2 separate regions of the Mus musculus genome follow, and region 2 is linked to region 1. Evidence: chromatin contacts called from public HiChIP or PLAC-seq data. All regions are on one chromosome and are shown on one strand. Each heading gives the region's core, a stretch centred on a gene start, on an enhancer-like site or on the middle of the called end of the contact. The rest is flanking DNA. Distances are from core to core; before and after follow the strand shown. Region 1 overlaps Gm42344 (a long non-coding RNA gene). Region 2 overlaps Tnfrsf1b (tumor necrosis factor receptor superfamily, member 1b).

Region 1 (4,979 bases), core at 824-3,323:
AGCGTTTGGGATACATGCCCAGGAGTATCACGCCTGGGTCATATGGAAGTTCTATTTTTAGCTTTTTGAGACACATCCAGATTGGTTTCCATAGTGGTTGCCCCAGCATTTGTTGTTATTTGTTTTCTTGATGATAGGCGTTCTGACTGGGGTGAGATGGAATCTCAGTGTGGTTTCAGTTTGATTTCTCTGATGGCCAACGATGTTGAACACTTTTAAAAATGATTTTTAACCAGCTATATTTTTGGTGTTGTTCAACTCCATGGCCCATTTTTATCATTTTGCTTTGCTTTGTTTTCTTGCTGTTTATTTTCTTACATTCTTGGTATGACTTAGAGACTGATGCTTGGCCAGATTTGTAGTCGGCAAGTATTTTCTCCCATTCTATAGGGTGCTTCTTCATTTGACTGACAACTCTTTTTGTATGTATGCTTAGGACTCATCTGATTTTCTTCACTTTTACACAGATCAGGGACCAAACCTAGGGAGTTGTGCCACTCACAATAGGCTGGTTCTTCTGATATCAATTAATGTAATTAAGACAACCCCCCCCACCACAGAATACTCACAGGCCAACCTGTTCTAGACAGTCCTATACTGAGACTCTCCTTAGGTAATTCTAGGTTGTATCCAGTTGAAAATGAGAACTATCCATCTTGACAAGCAAATGCTCTCACCTCTCCCAGTGCCCTCTGACCTTCTGTCACTGTCTCCCATTGGTGGAGGTTAACAGGAAGTCAGGGTCAGGTGCCCAACTGATACAAGGTGTGGAAGCCAGTCACATTTATCACATGAGACAGATCATGGAGATCAGCTAGGCCCATGGATAGAGCAGGTTTGCTCAGAAGGCAAATGGACCACGTCCCAAACCTCCTTGTCCCCCACCACAGACCATTCTCCATGGAGCAGCCTGAGGATACCATGTGCTTTCAATGGGAAGGCAGGACAAAGCAGAGCCACAAGGTGGCCAGAACCTGGACTTATGCCACTCTAACTAGAGGAAGGCTGCCAGCTAAGCAGGAGAAGAGAAGTTGCAAACCACATTTATGTTGCAAACCACATTTATGTTGGATTTACTACATATGTAGGTTTTTACATAGCAACCCGACTCTGCATACCCACAGAACAGGGCAGCACGGTTTCTTCTCTACAGCATTGTTGGGAGACTTAAATCAGGTAGAACTTGCTTCAAACGATGCTTTCAAGCATCACGAATTCCCAAGCAATGGCAGCAATTATTATTATTGCTTAGTATGTGAAAGGAATTCAAAATCATAACATCTTTTCTTTTCTTTTCATGTGTATGTGTGGCTTGCATGCACAGGTGTACACGTGTGGGTGTACATGGTGTGTGTGTGTGGAGGTGCATGTGTGTGCACCCACATGGAGAGGTTTAAGGTTAACATTGGGAATCTCCCTAGATTGCTTTAGGAGAACAGACAAACTGTGAGGAATATATACAGAAGGTCAGCGTCCCCACCTCCAGCCCCATCCCAGAGGCTTCTGACAGTGTGGTCTCTAGGGGTGGAGCTTATGCCAGACTTCCCACAAGAATTCACAGTGTGGCATTCGGACCCCAAGAAGGCCTTTAGGGACACTGCATCCAGGCCAGCACCTGAGTCTATCCTGTAAGACAGAATAGAGGTAATCCTGCTTTCAATAGGCTCAGCCTCTTCTGCTTTTGTGTACTGGCTTTTCTGGTTATCCCGGGGACAGGACTCAGGTCAGAGAGAGGCTTCTCGAGAATGTGGAGAGGAGAGGTAGGCCCAGCCTCTCCAGTACAGTAGTGAACCCAGCCTTCCCAGTGCCACTACAAAATCACCAGGTATGTGCCTGAGCCCAGTGGCCACTGCCCACCCCTGGGTGGCTCCCTACCCACAAGGCCATGGCTTCTCCATCAGCTATCAGAAGGAGCAGGAGGTGCTTTGAGATTCAGAAGAGGTAATCAGACGGCCTGTATTGCCAGTGTGGCTATCAAGTAGCAGCAGATACCTAGCCATAAGCCTATGACCAGGCCAGGGCAGGGTGTTCCCTGCTTTGAAGGATTGTCCCCCAAGCCCCACCCCCATGCAGAACAGACCATTCTCAACTTTGCAGTGTTGCAACCAGATGCAAGCTGCTGGCCTGGCTGGCCCAGTGGAATGTACTGCTGGCTCTCTCTCTCTCTCTCTCTCTCTCTCTCTCTCTCTCTCTCTCTCTCTCTCTCTCTCTCTCTCAGGGAGTCTGGATCCTGCCCCTTGGGGAGAGGCTGAGCTCACCAGCTTTCTCCATTCCTCTTCTTGATTGGCACTTTAATGAGGGCAGAAGGGGCTGACCCCCTGCCAAGGGGCCAGTTCATGCCCCGTTTATCTCACAGCCCGAGTCAGACTAAAACAACACTGCAGGCCTAGCCGCCAGGAGCCTGGGGGCCTGCCGCCCCCACCCTGGGTGATGGATTGAGTGACCACAGTGAGCTGGCAGCTGAAGTGTGTGGTGGCCGCACCTTCCTGTCAGTGTGCAACAAAGGAGCCTGGCCCCACCGGCTGGCTGGCCAAACCGCTCTCCTCCTTGGGGCAGCTCCAGGGGCTTGGCCTTCCTCCCTGCTTCCTGAATACCAGTGCCAAACTTCTAGAGACAGGTCTAGGGACTAGCCTGATATACTCTGGAACCATTCTGGGGTCCTGGGGGGGCAATGCCTGGAATGAGGCCTTCTGAGGTTTCAAGCCTGGCTGACCAGAAAGTACATTTTTTTGGGTTCCAAGTGTCAGGGTCCAAGATGGACTTTTCTCAGCGGATTCCCCATCTCATGCACATCTGACCAGCTCTGAGCCCACTCATGGGGGAGTCCAGCCAGGCCATCTGTTTGCTGTGCAGCTGTGAGTGAATTTATCAACCTTGCTGAACCTTTGAGTCTTTTTCCCTAAAAGGCTTATATTTGTCTCCCTCATTGGGTTTTTATGAGAATGAAGATTAGGCAAAGCCAGCACTTCTATAAGCCAGGTCTCAGGGGCTCAGTTTACCTGATTGTTAAGAACTACCTCTCAAGTATACACACACACACACACACACACACACACACACACACACACACACACACACACACACACACAAAGTGCTATGGCACAAATGTGGAGCTCAGAGAACAACTTACAGAGGTCACTTCTCTCTATCTACAACATGGGTTCCAGGGGATCAAACTTGGGTCGTCAGGGTTGGCAGTAGACACTGTCACTTCCTGAGCCATCTTGCTGGCTCCTTTGATTGACTTTCTGAGGAGGTACCAGGGACAAACCCAACATCTCAATCAGGAGTTGTCTCACTCTCTCCACCGGCATTCTATCCTATGGCTTCCGGATGAAGCTCACTTTATACATTAGCCTCAAGGCTAATTTAATTTACCCAGTGTAGTGCAGAGTAGAGACAACAATTCTAACAAGACGTGGCTCTGAAGACCACAAAGCTATTCCCAAGACCCTGGGTAACAGACTGGAATTTCCCACTGGGAAAAAGTGGACAACCCCAGAGGCCCCCACAGTCAAGGAGCTGGAGCAAGGTTTGTGACATTCTTCTGGGCCACCTGGGTGAGTCAAGATGCCAGCCTTTCTCATGGCTCTGCTGATGGCATCAAGTGAACTTGAACTCTAAGCTATTCCCCAGACCCCACAGAAAGCAGGAGCCACAGAGGGAAACACCCCACCCCACCCTGCCTTCAGCAAAGGGGCATTGCCGTTGTAAATCCTCTGCCTCAAGGCTCCCTGGGGCTTTGCACCAAGAATAGACAGTCTCAAAAGTCCCAGCTGTTTGGTTCCTTGGAACTTCATCTATAAACCCAGGCCTCCCTGGAGAGGGGAGGGAACCATTCTCCACTTGGAGGAGATATCACCTCTCTGTGAACTCCCAAAGGGCAGGAGGCCAAGTCCCAGCCAAGGTCAGAGGAAGTGACACGACCATAATAGGACTTCATGTGGACCTTCTGGTTCTTCTTGCAGGCCCTCCAAATCAGGGCTCTGTCCTTCAGCAATAATACCCTCCACACTGGACAAAAGGTGACATTCTTGAACAAGGCAAGGTAGATGGGGCCTTGGAAGGTGGGTTGAACCTCAAACTCTTAGCCAACAGACATAAATAGACTTTGGACCTTTAGTTAGGCCCATGAGGCCGAGTGCCCAGGCTCAAGTCTGTGGAGCGGCCTTAAAACTTTCCCAGAGTCGTTTCTTCCTGTCTGTCAGCCCCAACTCAGCCTCCAGCACCCTTTTGCAGTGGTATCGTCAGTAAAGCTTTCCCTCACTGATCCTGCTCTCAGAGGGACCCCTCACCCCACTAGACAGAATAAACTATGTTCTATTCTGGGTCAGGCTCTGCTGAACTCCACAAGCCAGTCCAAAAAGATGCCACATGTTAATGTCAGGCTGTAATAAGCCAGGCAGGCAGAGCTGTCTCTGCTTGCCTGGGGTCCAAACAGTCAGCCAGGCATGTATCTGACGCTTGCTATTGCTATGTCCTTACAGAATGTCACCCCTGCTGTATGAACACACTCCACCAGCCTGTGTCCAGGGACTGGTATGTTTTATTCACCACTATAGCCCCCAAACCTAATAGACTTTTGTTGGATATTTGATCAATGGATAGATGTGTGCACCTCTGTGTGTGTGTTTGTGTATGTGTGTGTGTGTGTGTGTGTGTGTGTGTGTGTGTGTGTGTGTGTGTGAGAGAGAGAGACAATGAGAGAGAGAGAGAGAGAGAGAGAGAGAGAGAGAGAGAGAGAGAGAGAGAGAGAGAGAGAGATTAACTAAACATACTCGGGCAACTCTGGGGGTAGGTGGGGAACAGACATCAAAGGATATGCGTTCCAAAGTTGTATACAAATGCTACAGAACAAGATACAAGAGAATAATGGCAACAATGTATAAAGACCTATGTGGAAGAGGAGGCTGGAAAGATTGTAAGGAGGGAGAGGGGATGAATGACAAAGGACTGACATAGATTGTGGCAGCAAGTGC
Region 2 (4,979 bases), core at 1,840-4,339, 280 kb before region 1:
GTTCTCATCTGAACACAACACACTGGGTCCGAGCGGTTCCACGTGTGAGATGTTTATTGGGAGGGGGGCGCAGGGGAGAAGGTGACAGCAGAAAGAGAAGGGGAAAAAGAGAGAGAGGGCCTCCTTAGAAGTGGGAACAAAACACCCTTGGAAGGAGTTACAGAGACAAAGTTTGGAGCTGAGATTAAAGGGTGGACCATGTAGAGACTGCCTTATCCAGGGATCCACCCCATAATCAGCATCCAAACGCTGACACCATTGCATACACTAGCAAGATTTTATCGAAAGGACCCAGATGTAGCTGTCTCTTGTGAGACTATGCCGGGGCCTAGCAAACACAGAAGTGGATGCCCACAGTCAGCTAATGGATGGATCACAGGGCTCCCAATGGAGGAGCTAGAGAAAGTACCCAAGGAGCTAAAGGGATCTGCAACCCTATAGGTGGATCAACATTATGAACTAACCAGTACCCCGGAGCTCTTGACTCTAGCTGCACATGTATCAAAAGATGGCCTAGTCGGCCATCACTGGAAAGAGAGGCCCATTGGACACACAAACTTTATATGCCCCAGAACAGGGGAATGCCAGGGCCAAAAAGGGGGAGTGGGCAGGTAGGGGAGTGGGGGTGGGTGGGTATGGGGGACTTTTGGTATAGCATTGGAAATGTAAATGAACTAAATACCTAATAAAAAATGGAAAAAAAAAAAGGAAAAAAAAAGAGATATTAAGGAAAAGTAAAAAAAAAAAAAGAGAGAGAGAGAGGGAGGGCTGTTCCCCTTATTTATATGAAAAAAATGACGTAACACAGGTAAAGGTGGGAGGTGAGCCAAGTGGATTCTGGGAATATGCTGCAGGTCGCGCTGTCACCTATGTGATGTCATAGGTTTGGGAGGTCCTGATGCAAAGACCCTTGACCTTGAGAACAGTCAGTGAGGTCCCAGACAGTGTGGAACACCCTTATTTGTGTGCTCAGACTCAACTGGTTGTTTTGTCAAGAAATGGAACGGGGAAGTGCCAGGATATTGTGTGTAGGCATGTGCGCATGCGCTTGGATGTGTGTGCAGCTGTCCAGAGGGAGCTGCAGTGGCTTTTTCAGACTGGGTACTCAGCATGGTTCTGCGACTTCCCTCACCCAGCTGTCTGCATGACCTTCCTGAAAAGGATTGCCTTGATGGAGGAACTCAGAGATAGGCCAGGGCAGCAGATGCATCTATGTTCAAGCTTCTTGGCCCTGGTGCCCAGGGGGAGGCTCTCGCCTCAAGGAAATGACATTAGAATTATTACCTTACTCAGGGTAGCAACTATTGATTACTCTTTTCTGTCTGGCTCTGGATAGGGTAGCTCGCACTGCAGCCTCCAATGGGCCCTCATCTGGGGTTACTGGGTGAGCATGAAGACAAGGCAGGGGGCTGGCTGTATTGGGTTGCTTATCCAGGGCACGGTGTGCACAGTCGCCTGAAGAGGGAAGCACTCTGTGTGGACTTTTGGCCAAAGGCGCAAGAGGCAGCTAGGGTACTGTGGCAGGTCCAGAAGAGCCAAAGACTGTCCACAGCATAGAACCCCAGTCCCTTGAGTCATGGCTTCTGGTGGCTTTCAGCTGTTATCACTGAGTGGCTGAGCAAAGAGAAACATGATAGGCTCAGAGGTCACTCAGTGCACAGCACTAGGCAAGGTAGGGTGATGCTCTCCAGACACAGCTGGGGATGGGAAGGGGAAAGACAGAAAGCAGAGCCACTGCCCACAGATCATGGGAGTTTGTGCAGTCTATACAGACCAAATGAGCCTAATAGTAAGGTCGGCATCTTCTCTGATTGGCTTGTTTGCAGTGGCTTTTCAGAGACTGATCCATGCCTTTGCTGTGCTAATTGTTGGATATTTTATGTATCTCTCTTGCTCCCATAGAATTGAGTCAGGAACCGATGTCCAGAGAGATAGGGACACTTGATTGACTATGACCATACAGCTTCTGGATGGAAGAATAAGAAAAGAAGACCACATCTCTCTAACTCTCCACCTTTATCTGAGGAGTCAGGGGATTCATTTGGGTTACTGGTTTAATAAACATTTATTAAGCTCCTGCTGACCATATGACGGCAGCTGCTGGTACAATCAAGAGTGCGGAGCAGCCTTCCTCTTTAACCTAGAACCACCCCTTGGTCATTTCCAGGTGACATCAGCAGAGGCTGCAAGGGTGTTGAGTGTGTGTTCACACCCTCTTTGCTCTTGTAGATCCACTCCCATGTTTGCTCATGAGTTCACATTTGTGCAGAAATGGCTAATTCATGCTTGTCCCTAAAGTTTCCAATTGCTGTTCCACCTTCTGGAAGAAAGGCTGGGGCTTAGGCAGGTCTCTGAGGTACTGGGATAGACCCAGTGGTGACAGTTGCTGCTGCTGTACACTTCTGAGAACTGAGGACCTCTTGGAGATCTGAGGGAGGGCTCTGTGTTTCTCACAGTTGGTTCTGTGCCATGTTGGGTGTTTTTTTGTTTTTTGTTTTTTCTCCTCCCCATTTGTCTCCCTTTCATAATTATTTATTTAATTAAAAAATGTGAGTACTCCTGAGTATATGTATGTGAACCACACACATTCAGGAGTATGCAGAACTTAGAAGGGAGCGTCAGGTTACCTGGAACTGGAGTGACAGACAGTTGTGAGCTGCCATGTTGGTGCTGGGAACTGATCCCAAGTTGTCTCCAAGAATAGTAAGTGCCCCTAACCACTGCGCTATCTCTGGAGCTCCTCCTCCCCATCCTCCCCATCGCTCCCTGCTTTCCTGGTCTCTCCCTGGAAGTGCTTAGCCCAGTCATTGAAATCATGGCCTAGAGAGACAGACAGGACCCAGGCTCAAATCTCTGTCACTGCCTTAGGTGGGTAACCTGTGCTCGTTATGCCTGTTTCCTTTCTATACAATGGTCGGAGTCCAACATGGCTGGTTGTTAGAGAACTGAATGCAATAATACATCCATCTCAGGTCCAGGCTCTGGAAGCACAGCCTGAGGCATGGCTTCTTGTAACAGGAGAAGGCTCTCAGGCAAGAGGGTGGGGTGGCAGGATGTGGCAGCAGGGTCACATGTTTTCCAGCCAAAACCTATGAGTGTTGGTCTTGGGTTGAGGCCAAGGTACTGCCTTTGAGTTGGAGACTTGTCGGCCAGTGCTGAGGCTATTCTCCTGGCAGTTGGAGTCTGAGCATGGCTAGGAGCCCCCACTGGTCCAAACCTTCTAAGCCCATAGGTGTAAGGCAGCACTGATGTGAGGAGGTGCACAGGTTTGTTTTCATTCTGTATTAACTTCCTGAGGCAGCTCTGCCATGGCCTGTGTCAGAAGCTTGGGTCTAGAGGTGGCGCAGCCATTATCTGTGTCATAGGTGGCAGCATATGGACACATGTATGTACACCTGTGTGCATATGCATGGATGTGAGTGCAAGGACACACGGTGCCAATTCAGAACAATGACATGAAGGTCAGAAGGGGCCATGTCTATATTCAGAGAGAACCCAGAGGAGGAAGAGCCTACATTAGGCCCAGGAGAGTAGAGGGTACTTCTGGGAGAAGGAAGACCTCAGCCACAAGGACAGAGGGACAGATGGACAGACATCCTAAAAAGAGAAGCTTTGTGTGGAGGTCCTTGTCACAGTGAGTCAAGCCACTGTCTTAAAAAAACTACATCTTCTCAGAGCCTTGCTGGGTCTCACCCAGCAGGCAGGAGGGAAGCCCTAAAGTAACCCACTTCCTGGCCCAGCAAACTGCAGACACAAGCGTGCCACGCTGAAGAGGAAGGCCAAGAAGGGAAAAAGCCTGGGCTCTACTCTCTCAAGCCTTCCTCGTCCTCCAACGCAAAAACCCATCCATGAGGCCTGGTGACAGGTATGCTGGAGCCCAGAGTCATACTGATGGCTGCCTCCCTTGTTCCCTTCCAGGTTGTCTTGACACCCTACAAACCGGAACCTGGGTACGAGTGCCAGATCTCACAGGAATACTATGACAGGAAGGCTCAGATGTGCTGTGCTAAGTGTCCTCCTGGTGAGAGGCAGCTGCTGGGGCTTTGGAAGGTGGTGCCATGGAGGGAGTGCTTGTCTGGGAATGAGGGCCTTCAGCTCTCACTGGCTGCTTTATACATGCTAGGGTTCATGATTCATCTTGCCCTGGGCTCTTGCATGTGCTGTGCCCTCCACTGAGCACACTTCTCAGTGTCTTCTCCTGGTTACTGCCTACCTACATTTTGACCCTATCCTCTTGTCCAGGAAGCCTCCTCAATACTGCAATGATGTCCTAGTACTTTTCATAGCCCCACTATGTGCTATGTCTACCCCTATTGAGTAGTGAGTGTAGCTTGGTCCCTGTGGAGTTCCAAGCACACGGCTGGCCTATATTGATGTCCTGTACTTAATTGTCAAGTAAATGAATGGATAGCCATATCATAGATGGCGGATCTGAGCCCTGGCCTCATTGGCGAGGACTGAGTAGCTGGCCCCCAGTGCTGAGTAGACAATCAAGTGTATGCATTCAATTAAGTCGTATTTATAATGCATCTACTCTGTGCTCAATCTGCTGAGAGGAAAGCCACACAAACACGGGATACAGCAGGCTGGGAAGTAAGTGCAAAGCCCTAAAGCAGGGGCCTGTTTTAATGGGTCCAAAGAAGCTTGAGGCTGGTGTTTGTTGCCCAGAGTGAAAGAAGAGTGTGATGGAAGATGGGTATGAAGGGGTGAGGGTTGGTGAGATGGCTCTGTATGTAAAGGCACTTGCTGTGCAAGCCTGAGAACCTGAACCAATGGTGGAAGGAGAAAACAGGTTACACACACACACCACCACCACCACCACCACCACCACCATCGTAATAATATACATTTGATTAAGCGAGATGAGTGGTGTCACCATGAAGAATTCAGATTTCATTTACTGGAGGCTTTGAGTCCTGTGCTTGTGACCCAGTGGGCAGGAACACAGGGCAATGTCATCCTCCACAGTCACAGCCAGG

What was found. HiChIP or PLAC-seq counts read pairs in DNA pulled down with a chosen protein or histone mark.
Region 2: a FOXA1 HiChIP or PLAC-seq map of pancreatic cancer cells shows a contact between it and region 1. The contact joins two enhancer-like sites. A contact is called at or near these places in 1 of 15 datasets of contacts at CTCF or cohesin (the NIH/3T3 cell line), 1 of 484 Hi-C or Micro-C datasets (liver) and 3 of 115 datasets of contacts at active chromatin or transcription factors (embryonic stem cells and pancreatic cancer cells).

Annotation. Positions count from the first base shown.
Region 1 is chr4:144,947,080-144,952,058 of GRCm38.p6, reverse strand. Gm42344 (a long non-coding RNA gene) reads left to right here. Exons shown (of 3, transcript XR_881562.2): 1 at 1-4,539. It also overlaps a transcript of Vps13d not described here. Among named protein-coding and RNA genes, the nearest start is that of Gm42344, 7.2 kb to the left of the region's middle. Within about 2 kb of position 2,073, at least 170 of the 459 cell types and tissues checked have an H3K27ac peak or open chromatin away from gene starts, as enhancers often do. A contact at or near this core is called in the NIH/3T3 cell line and pancreatic cancer cells, where this site is marked.
Region 2 is chr4:145,228,046-145,233,024 of GRCm38.p6, reverse strand. It overlaps Tnfrsf1b (tumor necrosis factor receptor superfamily, member 1b), which reads left to right. Exons shown (of 10, transcript NM_011610.3): 2 at 3,919-4,021. Among named protein-coding and RNA genes, the nearest start is that of Tnfrsf1b, 16 kb to the left of the region's middle. Within about 2 kb of position 3,089, at least 102 of the 459 cell types and tissues checked have an H3K27ac peak or open chromatin away from gene starts, as enhancers often do. A contact at or near this core is called in the NIH/3T3 cell line and pancreatic cancer cells, where this site is marked.